Linked DNA regions of Mus musculus: regions 1, 2, 3 and 5 are each linked to region 4. Evidence: chromatin contacts called from public ChIA-PET, HiCAR-type and HiChIP or PLAC-seq data. All regions are on one chromosome and are shown on one strand. Each heading gives the region's core, a stretch centred on a gene start, on an enhancer-like site or on the middle of the called end of the contact. The rest is flanking DNA. Distances are from core to core; before and after follow the strand shown.

The links. ChIA-PET counts read pairs in DNA pulled down with a chosen protein or histone mark. HiCAR-type assays count read pairs that join an accessible place to other places. HiChIP or PLAC-seq counts read pairs in DNA pulled down with a chosen protein or histone mark.
Region 1: an H3K27ac HiChIP or PLAC-seq map of regulatory T cells shows a contact between it and region 4, with 8 times the contacts expected there. The contact joins two enhancer-like sites. A contact is called at or near these places in 2 of 484 Hi-C or Micro-C datasets (the HPC-7 cell line and memory CD8 T cells) and 7 of 115 datasets of contacts at active chromatin or transcription factors (CD8 T cells, T-cell acute lymphoblastic leukemia, bone marrow-derived dendritic cells and 3 more).
Region 2: an RNA polymerase II ChIA-PET map of memory CD8 T cells shows a contact between it and region 4, with 613 read pairs. The contact joins two enhancer-like sites. A contact is called at or near these places in 7 of 115 datasets of contacts at active chromatin or transcription factors (CD8 T cells, bone marrow-derived dendritic cells, double positive thymocytes and 4 more).
Region 3: a HiCAR-type map of Th17 cells shows a contact between it and region 4, with 7 times the contacts expected there. The contact joins two enhancer-like sites. A contact is called at or near these places in 2 of 15 datasets of contacts at CTCF or cohesin (CD8 T cells and large pre-B cells), 13 of 484 Hi-C or Micro-C datasets (CD4 T cells, CD8 T cells, Th1 cells and 5 more) and 13 of 115 datasets of contacts at active chromatin or transcription factors (CD8 T cells, Th17 cells, Th2 cells and 6 more).
Region 5: a BATF HiChIP or PLAC-seq map of CD8 T cells shows a contact between it and region 4, with 7 read pairs. The contact joins two enhancer-like sites. A contact is called at or near these places in 4 of 115 datasets of contacts at active chromatin or transcription factors (CD8 T cells, double positive thymocytes, effector CD8 T cells and 1 more).

The regions. Positions count from the first base shown.
Region 1 is chr17:51,787,915-51,790,614 of GRCm38.p6, reverse strand. The region is part of intron 5 of Satb1 (special AT-rich sequence binding protein 1); the gene reads left to right. Among named protein-coding and RNA genes, the nearest start is that of Satb1, 43 kb to the left of the region's middle. Within about 2 kb of position 1,299, at least 59 of the 459 cell types and tissues checked have an H3K27ac peak or open chromatin away from gene starts, as enhancers often do. A contact at or near this core is called in CD8 T cells and regulatory T cells, where this site is marked.
Region 2 is chr17:51,761,246-51,763,945 of GRCm38.p6, reverse strand. The region is part of intron 9 of Satb1 (special AT-rich sequence binding protein 1); the gene reads left to right. Among named protein-coding and RNA genes, the nearest start is that of Satb1, 70 kb to the left of the region's middle. Within about 2 kb of position 1,280, at least 44 of the 459 cell types and tissues checked have an H3K27ac peak or open chromatin away from gene starts, as enhancers often do. A contact at or near this core is called in CD8 T cells, memory CD8 T cells, regulatory T cell precursor and 1 more, where this site is marked.
Region 3 is chr17:51,878,545-51,881,244 of GRCm38.p6, reverse strand. No RefSeq gene overlaps it. Among named protein-coding and RNA genes, the nearest start is that of Gm20098, 2.8 kb to the left of the region's middle. Within about 2 kb of position 1,399, at least 35 of the 459 cell types and tissues checked have an H3K27ac peak or open chromatin away from gene starts, as enhancers often do. A contact at or near this core is called in CD8 T cells, Th1 cells, Th17 cells and 6 more, where this site is marked.
Region 4 is chr17:52,161,477-52,164,176 of GRCm38.p6, reverse strand. Gm19585 (predicted gene, 19585) reads right to left here. Exons shown (of 4, transcript NR_155494.1): 4 at 691-1,383. Among named protein-coding and RNA genes, the nearest start is that of Gm19585, 14 kb to the right of the region's middle. Within about 2 kb of position 1,411, at least 81 of the 459 cell types and tissues checked have an H3K27ac peak or open chromatin away from gene starts, as enhancers often do. A contact at or near this core is called in CD8 T cells, Th1 cells, Th17 cells and 6 more, where this site is marked.
Region 5 is chr17:51,734,596-51,737,295 of GRCm38.p6, reverse strand. Satb1 (special AT-rich sequence binding protein 1) reads left to right here. Exons shown (of 11, transcript NM_009122.2): 11 at 1-1,109. Among named protein-coding and RNA genes, the nearest start is that of Satb1, 97 kb to the left of the region's middle. Within about 2 kb of position 1,400, at least 6 of the 459 cell types and tissues checked have an H3K27ac peak or open chromatin away from gene starts, as enhancers often do. A contact at or near this core is called in CD8 T cells, where this site is marked.

The DNA of each region.
Region 1 (2,700 bases), core at 50-2,549, 370 kb after region 4:
TTTGGCAGAAAAGCATGAACAGTTTTGGTTTAAATGATTGAATAACCTGATTAGCATTGTTTTGGGGTGGTTTTTTTTTTTTTTTTTTTTTTTCCTTCTTCTTCTTCTTCTTTTTTTGAGGGGGGTTGTTAAAGGCACAACAAAGCAATTTGAACAGTAATCAGATCACTGGCCCTTCCCGGGTTGACAACCTTGTTCTTGAGTAAGGCTGCACTTTCTCCCAAACCATTCATGTTGGCCACTAAAGTGACCAAGAGAGAATCATAAATCCACCTTCCTTCATTTTTCCAGTGCATTATACATATACACTACTGCCTGTGTCATTTCCTAGCAGGGGCTTGGAAGAAGCCAGCATTTGGGGAAATTACGTAACCTCAACCAGTTCCTTGCTTTTTTTTTTTTTTTTTTTTTAATGTTTTCCACATTGAGAGACCTGCAGATTTTCGAGCAAAGGTTTAGAATGTTCCAACAATATGTAAGTCAGGCTTTAGAAAAATTCCACCCTTACCTTTTCACAATTAGAAAGGTTATAAATAATGTATTTGGCTGAAAAGGAGGCTCAGCCTGTGGCAGATGGTACCCTTCTAGAGGGCTGGGGTTTCTGGGAAGACGGCATTCTCGCAGATCGGAACTTTAGCAGACTCAGAAAGAGCCAAGCTCCTCATAGGGAGTAGACATGTGCTTTATGGATCTTAGAAAAGCTTACAACTTGGCTCCTAGGAGGAGAATATTGTGTCACACTGGGGTTAGGAGACCCACGGCCAATTTCTGCCAACTTTTAAATTGTATCTCCCAACACCGGGATCAGAGGCCTGGGATTAGGTTAGTGTGCCCTGTGGCAGCGTTTGAACTCGGGAATTTCTAGCACAGGAGTTTAGTCACTTGGATTAATTGACTCCCAGAATGTTAATGTTCTTACACCTACTGGCCACCAACTGATTAGAAAACTTGCCACACAAGTCGAGTCTTTCAAAGTGCTCATATAAATAGACACCAAGGGAGCAAAGCAGGAACGACCAGCAGCCTCTTTGGAGACATCTGCAGGGTTGATTTTGAAAAACCTGGAGAGGGATCTCTTGCTAATTAATGAACAAAGGCTCTCAAAGCTAGGAAATTGGGATTTAAAAGTTCACTTGACAGTGATGCTGTTGCCTTTGACCCTGAAGGGCAAAGGGAAGAAGGATGCCCCAGTGACTCAAAGGAGTTCTTCCTTTCTGTGGTCCTTCTAACTCTCTATAGGTGTGTTCAACCTTGTGGCGAGATCAGTTTAGAAGAAATGCTCAGTGTAGGAAGTGCTAGCCACAGTGGCTTTGGCTGCTTGGATGTGGGAAGGAAGGAAGGCAGGCCTGGCAGAAACTAAGCCACAGAAGAGCCTGAAGGATGAGCAGCTCCCAGACAGAGATGCAAGAGCCTGGAACTACCTCCAGGTCTGAGGAGTTGAGCGAGTCTTCCAGTTCTTGTGAGATCATCCCAGCTTCACTGAGCTGAGATGTCGGAAACAAAGGGGAAGTCGGCTCTTTGCTATTTGCCCCTTGTCGGCCCTTGACCACACCTGCCACTCCATTTAATTAGAGCATCCTTCAGTTTTCCTAAAGAGATATTTCTGTGGAGACAAGGAGATGTCGCAGTTGGTCATGAGCTGGTGGCACATGCGTGAAGACTTAAAATGGATCCCCAGCACATACATAAAGAGCCTTGCATAGCTGCTTGGAATTCCAGTAGTGACAACGTGGGACAGGGGGATCCTTGTGGCTAAGAGTTAGTGAGAGACTGTTTCTGAAAATATGGTGGAGTGTGACTAAGGAACAGATCTGATATTAACCTCTGGTTTACACATACACACATATACATGTACTCACACAGACATCATTTTGAAAATTATATATACTACTCTTCTTATTTGAAGCATCCTGATTTTTTTTTTTGGGTGTTGCATGAGTACGTGTGTGTGTGTGTGTGTGTGTGTGTGTGTGTGTGTGTGTGTGTGTGTGTGTGTATGTGTGTGTCGACATGTTTGTGTGCTAGAGGGTGTGTGAGAAGCTCAGAGGATGATGTATGGAAGTCAGTTTTCTACTTCTAATTCCTGAGGATTGAGCTCAGTGAATCAAGTTTAGCAGGCGCTTTTTCCTGCTCTGCCATCTCAGTGACCCTATTGAAAGCATTTTTGGCGGATCTGTGTTACAAAAGTCCAAGGAGGAAGTAGTGAAGTACAGGAAGAGGGTACTCTAGCAAACGGTAAGATCACTTTAGGCAAAGATCACATAGCCTACAGATTTAGGGTTAAGCAGGGGCAGGGGAAGCCATGGTGACTGGACACATATGGATATGTGTCTGTATATGGATAATAAACTGCACAGCACTTTTATATATGAGCTGTAATTTTAATGAAGGACTTCAGAATGTGTTCACTCATTGTGCAAGCTCTCCTTCCTCCACACCATTGGCTCAGAGAGTCACAGGATAGTGAGATGATGTAGGACATCCTAGTAGGTAGCAGACTTCTCGGGCAGAGATTCTGTCCTCCATACCAGCCAGTGCGTCAACTAGCAAATGGAATCTGTAGAACCAAGGAAGGCAAACCAGACTGGCTACTTATTGAAAACCTCTGCACAATTGAGGAAGTCTGTATGTTTCTAAAAGTATGAACTCCTATGCTGTGTTATATTAACACAGGAAAGGATTAGAATGTCTAGGTAAAGG
Region 2 (2,700 bases), core at 31-2,530, 400 kb after region 4:
GCCAGTTAGTGAAGGCACCATTGGTTTTATTCAAGCAGAGTTGCACTCGGTAGAAACTGGGTGCTAATTCATTCTTTTTGAATGTGCACGTCACAGATACTGCTGTGGCACGATTTCACCTGTGCAGACTTTTATTTAAGGCACTCAGGAGGCCCCGCAGACGTGTGAGTCACAGTTTCTCTTCTTTCTGGTGCTACAACTCTCAGCAGCAGTCTGTGAGAAGATCCCTGTGCCGTGTCCTCAGAGCCCGTCTCCTAGATGTGCACATGTTCCTTGGTGTGTGGGTGGGGGGTGGGGTGGGGGAGGCTGTTCCTTTGCAACCTGGACCTACCCAGTCCTCCCATCCTGTTGGGTAGAGCCAGACCTTGGTCATAGGTAGCTCAGGTCTCTCCATGTCTGCTTGCCCGAAGGAGGAAGGGCAGGAGGAACTCTGATGAGAACAAAGAGGAGGAAAGAGCTGGAAGCCTACACAACTCCTGCAGCTCTCATCTCACCCCTGCGAGGTCAAGTTTAGCTCAGGCTTGACAAAACCTCTGTACTAGATTCTTGAATAAGGGGGTGGGGGTGTTCACTGGCTTCCTCCTTAGGGTGTCCGTAATCATTTGCTGAAAATAGCATATATGTTAGAACTAGGGAGAATATTGATCTGTCTATTTCTAGTTGAATACTAAACCAGCCTATTGGAGTTGATGGCTTTAAGTACCAGCCACTCTTGACAACATGGCCATCCTCACTGCATGCCAGAGTATGTTTTTCAGGACTAGCTAAATTTGTGGATCTAAATAGGATTAGATTTCTGTGCTCTGAAACAAGTACATCTTTTGGTAAGTCTAAGGTTTGGTCTCTCAGGTCCAGCATTATTAAATAAAGTGTGTACTTGCCCACTTTTGGCTAAAAAGCTATGTAAAGGGATATCTTGCCCCTTAAATACTGTTCCTAAGTCCAACAGAGATCTTTGGCTATCCTTTGACTATTTTTAAATGATTTAAGAATTTCACTTTTCTACCTCTATAAAGCTAGCTGAAAGCCATGTGCACTTTTTGCTTCCAGCTCAATAGGTTTAACTGTTACAAAGACAGTCAGAATTCAGTGAGCTCAGTTTTTCCATTTTTAGGAACTTTAGGTAGGATTTAGAGAAAAGGAGTTTTGTGACTTTGGAGCAGCTCTGTAAAGGTCTTCAAGAGAGGAAATGACGGAGGCCACGGTGTGTGTGGCCATGCCACAGCAGGAAGCACTAGTAGCTATAGCACCTCCTTTACCCACGGGCTGACTGAGAGCCAGCCTACCTCAGAGAGGCCCCTGATTCAATCCGAAGCTCTCTGGTATTCATGCTTCAGTCAGGTTAGCTCTTCCTAGACAACATCAGTAAAAGAAGGGAAATGAGCAGACTGAAGGGCGTTCGCTCATAAGGGGGGTTCATCAGAGAGCTTGATGCCTTCCCGTTAAACCCCACGCCGAATGCGATACAGGTGAGATCTTTCAGCAGACTGCCTGACTGTAGAGGCGAGCGTCTTCTTGGGAGTCTCTGTAGTCTTTTATATTTTAGATAATGAAGGTAGGTTTTATTTAAAGTTTAGCTTTTTTTTTCCCCCTCACCTGGGAACTGAAAATAAAGGCCCCATGAAATGAATGAGCGGTGAAAGTAAGTTTATGGAGAGTGATGATAGAAAAATAACTCTGAAAGGGACTACAGATTTTCACACCAAGCAGAGGTGCGGGAGGTCTGAGGTCCTGGGTAAGGACTATGAATCTCACCCACTCCCCTGATATTTGCATCTTAGAAAGTAACCTTAGTACTTTAATTTTTATTTTTATTTTATTTTATTTTTCCAATTTGTTCTAAGTATTTTTTTTTTTTTGTATGCAATTCTTTTGCTTGGTAAAATGGCACAAAGTTTGATTACCAACCAAAAAAAAAGTAAAAGTCCCTGTTTTAAAGACTTACAGAAATAAAGCTGTTGTGTAATTGGCTGCTAAATAAATAACTTTCACAATATGAACTCCAAACCATTTGTGGAGTTGATTTCTAAGTGTCAAAATGATGAAGTTGTTTTTCTCCCTAAATCTTAATCCACTTCTGTTGTAGGTTAATAGAAAAAAAAAATGTATTCTCTTTTGTTTTTTTTTTTTTTTTTTTTTTTTGATTTCAACAATTCCAGTTGCTTTTGTGTCATTTTCAAGCAGTTCCCCCTTCCAAGCAGCATACTTCAGGAATTGGGTTTAAACACACTGTTTCATAAACTGCCAGCCTCCTCGGCCGCCCCAGTGCCTCTGATTCCGTAAATCAGATCATAGGCAGCATGCTGTCATATAATAAGGTGTCTGATCCTTATTACCAGTTTGTTGATGCACAGACTCCTTCAAATTGACCATCGCAGCACATGGTTTCCCTGGAACTAGCTGTGATAATTAGCGTGGTTCTAATGAGACAGAATGTCACTGATCTTGTGCTGAACTGTCGAGTATCGACACTACGGATGGGAACTGTCAGAGCCTGCCATCTGTGACAGCGCTTGGCATATTCCAGTGGCAAGGTAGAGTGTGCTCGGTAGAGTATTTTCAAACAAATGGCCCTTTTCTTGACGAGGCTCTGCGATCTGTTCGACTGGAGGAGAATGGGCAAACCCAACTTTGTCCTACGTGAAGCCCTATTTTGACGTCCACGGAGGACTATTGACTATGTTCAGTGTTACATAAGGG
Region 3 (2,700 bases), core at 150-2,649, 280 kb after region 4:
TAAATATTACTTTTAAAAGTGTGCGTTGGACCTCTGTGCCTTCGAAGGTCAAGTTCAGCCTCTCTTGGAGACAAAGGGAGCCCATTACCATTACAGCCTGCGTTTCCTTCCCTCTTTGTTCATTCTAAAGCAGTGCGCTGTGACCGAAGGCAGGAAGGAGCCACAGCACACACACTGCGGCCGTCCAGCCTCACAGTGGATAGTGCACCCCTGAGTGTGGAATTTGCGTACCCCTCATTGGGAATCCTTGATCCATCTAAAGAACCATCAACTGTTTTGTTTTCAGAACAATACTGGAAAGAACCTATAAAATATTAGATTTTTTTTAGTTTTTGACTTTGAGCTCACCTATGGAAGGAGGTCTTAGTCAGGGTTTCTATTCCTGTGCAACATCATGACCAAGAAGCAAGTTGGGGAGGAAAGGGTTTATTCGGCTTACACTTCCATAGTGCTGTATGTACTAGACACCTCCCTACCCCTGTAAAAATCACCCTGCACCTTTTCTAACACTGCTGCTCTTTCTGCCACAACTTTTAAGACCACGAAGTGATCCAAACGCTTAAAACCCCTGTTCCTTTTTTAAGAAGCATGTGGGCTGCAGCAACTGGGGATGATCCATTCCCTTCGAAGAAAGTGATCCCCCGAGAAAAAGGGCAAGAATGGGGATTTACGAATGGTTTTCTTGTGTAAACATTGCCACACGACGTACCTCCGTGAAGGCAGTACTAACTATTGGTGTTCACAGGCATGTAAAAAAGTTTAAGGCTGCTACAATGCTAAAGGAAAAAAAAGAAAGAGTATAGCTGTGGAGATCAAAGACGATCAAACAATGAGAACCTCTGGCGTCTTAACAGTTATCAAAGGAAATCACACAGCTCTTGGAGCAGACAATGCTACTACTTCATTAGAAACGCACAACAGACAGTGTGTGTGGGGGGGAGGAACAGAGAGACACACAGAGACATAGGACAACAAAACATTAGTTTCTCCTCATATTTAACCCAGCATCTTTTCAAACATGTAATGACCTGCTTATTTTGCTGAGCGGAAAAAAAAAAAAAAATCACAGAACTCTTAAACTAAAAACTTCATTTCTGGGACCTTACCTAGCCGTCACCTTTTTTTTTTTTTTTTTTTTACATTCCCAAACTCAATTATAAAAAGTCCCACATTAACCATGTCTATTCAGTTCACACCCAGCACAACTTAGCCTGATATAATCAGGTCTATCAAAATACTAAATCGGTAGTTTCAGGTGGCTTACCACATTAGAGTCTTTTTCGGGACAAAAGAGGCATATGGAAATTTACAAAAGTCCACGGTGAGGTTGATGATATATTTACTGGAAACCCTAGCCCATCTGGGGTATATAGGTGTGTCAGATTTGAAGTTCAAAGACAGCTAGCTGTGTGGGGAGAACGAATTGAAATGGAACTACCCTTGAATCCACCCAAGGCTGTGCAGAAAACTCTACCACCTTCTCCAAACCTGCTGCAAGGATCTAAGGAGGAGCCAGTGGCTACTGTTGAGCCTCTGACCAAGGAGCTGGGCACACATGTGGCTGGTAGCTGGACTGCCGAACCTCAGGCTGTGTGATGAGAGGGCCATTGAGAGCCTAGATAATGACTGCAAATTTCTTTAACAGAGGGAGTTTGGGGGGCAGGAAGGCAGGGGGTGTTGTTACAGGAAGGAAGAATGGAGTCAGATAGGAGTAGGGAAATATTCTTCCCAAGAGAGCCTGTAGGCCAGATAACCAGAGACCCAGGCAGAGAGAGGCTAGGTGGGAGGCAGCTACACCTCTGCCAGATGCCACCACATCAAAAGAGGCTCTTGAGAGACCCAGAAGAGGAAACTTTCAACAACCCTCCACAGTGTCAGCAGAGAAAGTGTCAGGTTGACAGTCTGCCCTTGCAAGGACTACACCGTCTTAATCCAGTACCAGACTAACAGGCTTCTTGCGTCCCTCTGCCTCTCCCCTCTGTCCTCTGGGCCTCACAAACAGCCATTGGCAAGATGGGGGAAGAAGGAAAAGTATATAGAGTTTGGAGCTTTAAATGGGGCTTTATAGCCTCCAGATTGGAGACCCTGGCTGTAATGGCCAGGGACCTTTCAGTTCCCTAGCAGGGAGGACAGGAAGAATGCATGAACCTGCCCAAATGTTTAACCAAGGCAAAGAAAGCCACCACCCGAGCAGAGCTGAGGGGACTGTAGGGAAGAAACATAAATTTGTTTATTAAGGACTGCTACTATGCAAGGGTTCTCGTGTACCCAAGCTCTCAAAAATCAAGGATCTCTAAAAGGCAGACAAAGACATCTTTTTTGCTTTCTTTTGTTGTTTTTTTCGAGACAGGGTTTCTCTGTCTGTGTAGCTCTGGCTGTCCTGGAACTCACTTTGTAAACCAGGCTGGCCTTGAACTCAGAAATCTTCCTGCCTCTGCCTCCCGAGTGCTGGGATTAAAGGCGTGCGCCACCACGCCCGGCTCAAAGACATCTTTAAAAGGCATTGTGAAGTGACAAGCAACGAAAACAAACATGAGGGCCGAAACTGAATTCTGAACTTTTAAAGATATTGCTTGAGGACATTAAGAGCTTAGGATAGGTATAACCCAGACTTGTTCCTGTTCTCGGTGTTGTTGGTCAAGGAAAAAAAAAACAAAAACAAAAAACTACAGGGCCAAACATCTGTCTATAATCTTATTA
Region 4 (2,700 bases), core at 162-2,661:
TATGCCATTGTACTCACTCTTCTCTGTTATTTAATCTGTACAGTAATCACTAGTCTGTTTTTCCTTTTAATATTTTACACTTGGCCCCAGATAGGGAAGAGTGACTGGAACAAAACCGGTTAATACATAGCTTTTTGTGTTCCATTTTTGTAGGTTTTAAAAACTCCAAGGTTGGACACAGAATAAATTAATTCTTTAAAACATTTTACTCTATTCATTTATTTACTGTGTGTGGAGGCATACCACAGTATGCACAATGGAGGACTGTGGACAACCAGAGTGGACCACATGGTGGGAGAAGGGATCAAGATCATGCTGTCAGCTTTGTTAGCAAGTTCTGTTACCCACTGAGCCATCTTGCTGGTCCAGAGTATGTGGTCTTTAACAAATGCATATGGAGGCCTATGAGATGGGTGGCTGAGGTATATAAGATGCTGCTCCAGTCAACCCAGCAATCCTGAAGAGAGTCTGAAGACACTTTCGGTCTTGAGCAGGTCTTCTACTCCAGTTCGGATAAAATGATGCTGAGATACAGAAAGGGGATGAAGTAATCCACAACTCACAATAGGTCACCTGGACATGTATGTCCCAACATGACATCTGTATGTCAATATTTTGTTTTAAGCCTCGAGTAGCCTCAGACTGCTATAAACAGAAGAATAAATGAACATAGAAGTAGACTGGAGGGCTTACATTTATTTGTTTATTTATTTATTTATATCTATTTATTTTACAATCATCTCCCATAGTCTGGCATTTATAAACCCTTAACTACTTATCATCAATCATTTTTGGTCAACTTTGATGTGAGAATGATTTTTATCAAGTGTCCAGGAAACACACCTGGGTAGATCTGCAGAATGGCCCAGAGTATGAGAGGCCATGTAGAAACAGGAAGCCGAACTTCAGTTGAAAGAGTTCATGTTTTCTCTCTGTTCAGATCTCAGACTAAATTTGGCAAGCTGTGAGTGCCCGTGCAAGGGAAGGAAATGCATAACAGAGCAGAGCAACTCATCTTTCATGGCTTTTGGGAAATTATTTGACAGATCCACAGTCATATTATTCTTTAAAAACTCTTTCATGAGGCATTTCCCAAGAAATTCTGATGTTGACTGTGGTGGACTGACGGGTTGTGTTTACGTACTTCTAAGGGACCACAAGTCTACCTGTGTGTGAATGAGCGCCTTCCTAATAAGTAAATGACTCTGCTTTCATGTGTTTAATAATATTTAGACTTCACTTTTTCTTTTTTTTTTCCCCTTATGTTCTCCCAAAGAAGTTTCGGTCTCTCCCATCATGTGTTGTTGTGGTGGTGAGGTTATTTTTCTTGATGAGTCGCACCCACTCACAGTCAACTTGAAGGTCTTTTCCACTGCAGACAGCCTGTGAATGCGCAAAAGGAAGCTGGTTATCTCCACATCAGCAACTCACATCACAGCGTGATCAGAAGTGACATCACTGTGTGGTTTCACTAATGATATTTAAAGGAGATCACTATTTTCAGTTGCTTTTTTAGTCTCAGAAACCTCTGCATCTCCTTCCACTTCGCTGCCCATCTGTCACCCCTCCTCTGTCCCACCAGATTCCTTCTCAGCACTACTCTCCTCTCCATTTCCAGCCTGTGATGACAATGGGTCCTCTCAGGTTTTTCTGGGGTTGTTTTGTTTTGTTTTTTAAAAAAGAGAAAAGTCAAGTCCATTAATACTATTGACTTGGTAACTTTTTTTTCCCAGAATAAGATCTGAGAAGAATTCGAGAAAACCACAGATACTAGAACTGATGAAGACTGTTTCCTGTGAATTTGTGTGGCTTGCTCACCAAGACACCCTCTGCTAGTCTCATTCTTCCTTCTATAAACAATTTCTGCAATTGGCCCTAAAACCCTCTTGGAATGAAGACACAATTCTTACATGCGAACACTTCAATCCAGGTCCAGTTGTAGATCAACAGGACCTACACAGGGAAGCATCTTTGTACAGACATCTCTTAAACAATTGTAGTGAAATGATCTGGTTTGAAATAGGTGTCCAGAAGAAAGTCCTTACCTTTGCGTATGCAGTGGAAACCCTCCGTTTTATGTTTACAGTGATAAAATTTGTATATGTGTGTATGCATGCATGCATGTGTACATATATATATATATATATATATATATATATATATGTATATATTTGTGTTTTGGAGTGCAGGTAAGGAAGGGCTGAAAAGTGATGTGTGGGGGAAAAACAGAAATCACATACACTAACATTCCAATAGAGGAGTTTGTAATGAGCATACAAATGGTAGCAGGATGTGCATTTATTAATATTTTATGGAACTGGGTGCCATGAAATGATATCGGTCTCCACAGCATCATCTTTATAACATGTGAGACCACAAGATTCTCCAGCCATAGTCACTGAGCCTCTTGGGCTCTATCTTCCTCCAGTCTAAAATAGTTTCTTAACCCCATCACAGTCGGCTTGGGGGGATGGATGCTTCTTGTGATAGGGTTTACTTAACAGCATTCCTGGTTTCTGCTTGTCAGACACCAGTATGTTCTATCAGTTTTAACAGTCTCCAGACAGAGCCAGATGTTTCTCAAGGGAGCTGAACAGGCAAAATACCCTATAGCTTACAACCAGTAAATAAAAATAATTAAAGTTTATAATATCTTTCTATTCTAAAACTTGGTGAGAAGAACATCTAAGATACTTTTTT
Region 5 (2,700 bases), core at 151-2,650, 430 kb after region 4:
CAAAACTGTTGAAGACAGCGTATTTCAGAAGATTTCCCCTAGTGATCCACATTGTCCCCAGCTCCCAACGTCATTGTCACCCATGTGTCTCTGGTTGCCTATGGCTGTTGGTAAAATTCCTTTAACAAGCTTCATTGTGTCCCAGCGTTTCGGCTGGGCATGACATAGTGCTTTGTGCTGTTAGAACCTTAGCAGAGTCAGGTAATTTCCGGGTAGTAGTCAGTTGTGTGCATCTGAGTCTGTCATAGCATCCTACACTCAGCACTTTGCCACTAATTTGTATTACACTCTGTGGCCATATAATACCTGCACATTATGCAAAAAATGTTGTTGACAGTATCTTCTTGCCACACAATATGCAGAGTTGACACATAACCTTTGAAAACAAAGGTGACTAGTATGTGTGCCCTACCTGTGTGGCACTTAGTAACAAAGTCTGTACATATGTATAAAATGCGTATTGACTGGCATTTAGTACTATGAAATTCTGAGCTTAAGCGTCTGCCCCTAGTAGTATCTATAGTTAACAATGCATATTGAAAATACATAGCTTAAATAAAAAAAAATTTAAATGGTTCAGAAGTGATTGGAAATGAGTGTCCCACACCTGCTATTATTAAATTCTTCCCTGGTCCCAGTTGTTCACATTTGGCTAACAAGGTCCTTGATTGTCACAGTATTTTCAATAAATGAGCTATTATGAACTGCCTGGTGATATTTTCAGCAAGAGCAACTAAAATGTGTATGGCCTGTGCTATATAGCCATGGAGGAGATGGGACTGTGCTAAAGCCAGCCAGAAATGTGGATGGCAGTGTGGGAACCCAGCAGCTCCATAGCCATCAAAAAACGGTCATAGAAAGAAGTCTCTCAAGGGCCTATTCTTGGATTCAGTGTTCCCTCAGAAGCAATCCTTTAAATGTAAATAGTGAATACTTGCATGTCTTTGGACAAAAGCTGAGCTACAATCTATTAAAATGCACAATTTTTGATAAAATATAAAGTGCCCTCTAACAAAATGTGGTGGAAGGTGTGTGTTAAGAATACTATACCTGTTTAACAATACCATATGCTAAATAAAAATAGTTTGGAATTAATGTTTAAAACATGAGCAACATTTTTAAGCCTTTCTTATATTCTTCTACATATATGTATATTATACACACACACTTAATTTTATGAAAAGAACACTAGTAAAGTTAAATTGCAGCTATTTTCTTTGAGCCAAAGATGGGTATGAAGTCATCTTTTCCTATGGGCTATTTCCAACTGCTAATATAACTACTGTAACTAAACCACTTGACTTGGGCTTGGCTTTAATCGTGGCTGGTGAGAGATACAGTGGAACTGTGTACAAGGTAAGAGCCAAGACAAGCCGTCTATTCTGCACCCGGTTAAATGCTGAACATCACTTCATTGCTGCAAACTCAGTCAGAGATACATTCCAATAAGGCTTCATTCTGGTGACAGTCTTTAAATCATGCTTCAACATCCTCCAAGAAAGAAGTGATGTCTATCACTGTGTGGTCCCCACCCAGCAACCCCCCCACCCCCCGTGAAAGATCTGACAGTTCCTGTTAGGTCAGGATGCTAAAGTACACATAACACATACGTGTGTGTGTGTGTGTGTGTGTGTGTGTGTGTGTGTGTGTGTGTGTGTGTGTGTGAACGCATTACCTCTGTAACAAGACAATGCAAAGGAGCATTTTGTCCAGGGCACCAACCTGCTGAACAGCATCTCCATTGTGGAGATAGGTTTCACAGCCAGTCACTCGCAGTTTTAACTTTGATACAAAGGCAGCCTACTGGCTGAGGCCTCGCTATTAGCATTGTCCTCCAACATGTTTTAAGCTGAGAGCAAAATTTGAAGAGTGCTTCATTTTCTAAGACTTCCCTGTGTCTTATTTAAAGCTCTCCATTCCACTAGGAGGCATTTCCGGCAGACACCAACATTCTCACTTCAAAGGCATGGGAACATGAAAGTTCAAATATGTTAACTGACTTGTTCAGCTACAAAGAGGCCACATGAACCTCAAATCCAATCCCCCCATCTCCCCCAACATTTCTCCAGCACAGTGAGAATTCAATGCAATTCCGTTCTTCCACAGACACAAAGCAACATGTATTTTGTTAAAAGAGGAAGTTGAACACTGATTTAAGCCGAGTTTAAGAGATGTTTCGCCCTGGAATACAACTCCAAATTCTGCTCTTTGTATAAATGAGAGATATACTCACCAATTTTCTTCTCATAAAAAAAACTATTAGGAAAATTGTGAAAAACAAAAACACAAAAAAAGAAAACATAGAAAAGAAAAAAACTGTAGTCACCTTCCAACTCAGCAATTTTAACATTTTTCTATTTATACTTTATGAAACTCTCTGAAATTAATACAAAGCATCTACAAGAAGAACCCAGCTGTTAGGCAGGTTTCACCTATCATAATACTGCAACATCATGTTACATTTTTTGGTCAAGTAATGAATCTTTTAATTTCTCTTTTCAAAAATTAAAATATTGGTTTTTGTTCCCCAGAGCTTTCTGAGAATTTTCCAAAAGCCACGTTTTTAAGAGAACCCCACAAATATTTGTAAGAGAAAAAGCAGAGGCAGGCCAGCCTCCCTCTATTTATAAACAGTCCGTGCTTTCAAATCGGTTCAGAAAACTAAAGTACATAATTTTCAGTTCTGCATAATAAAATATG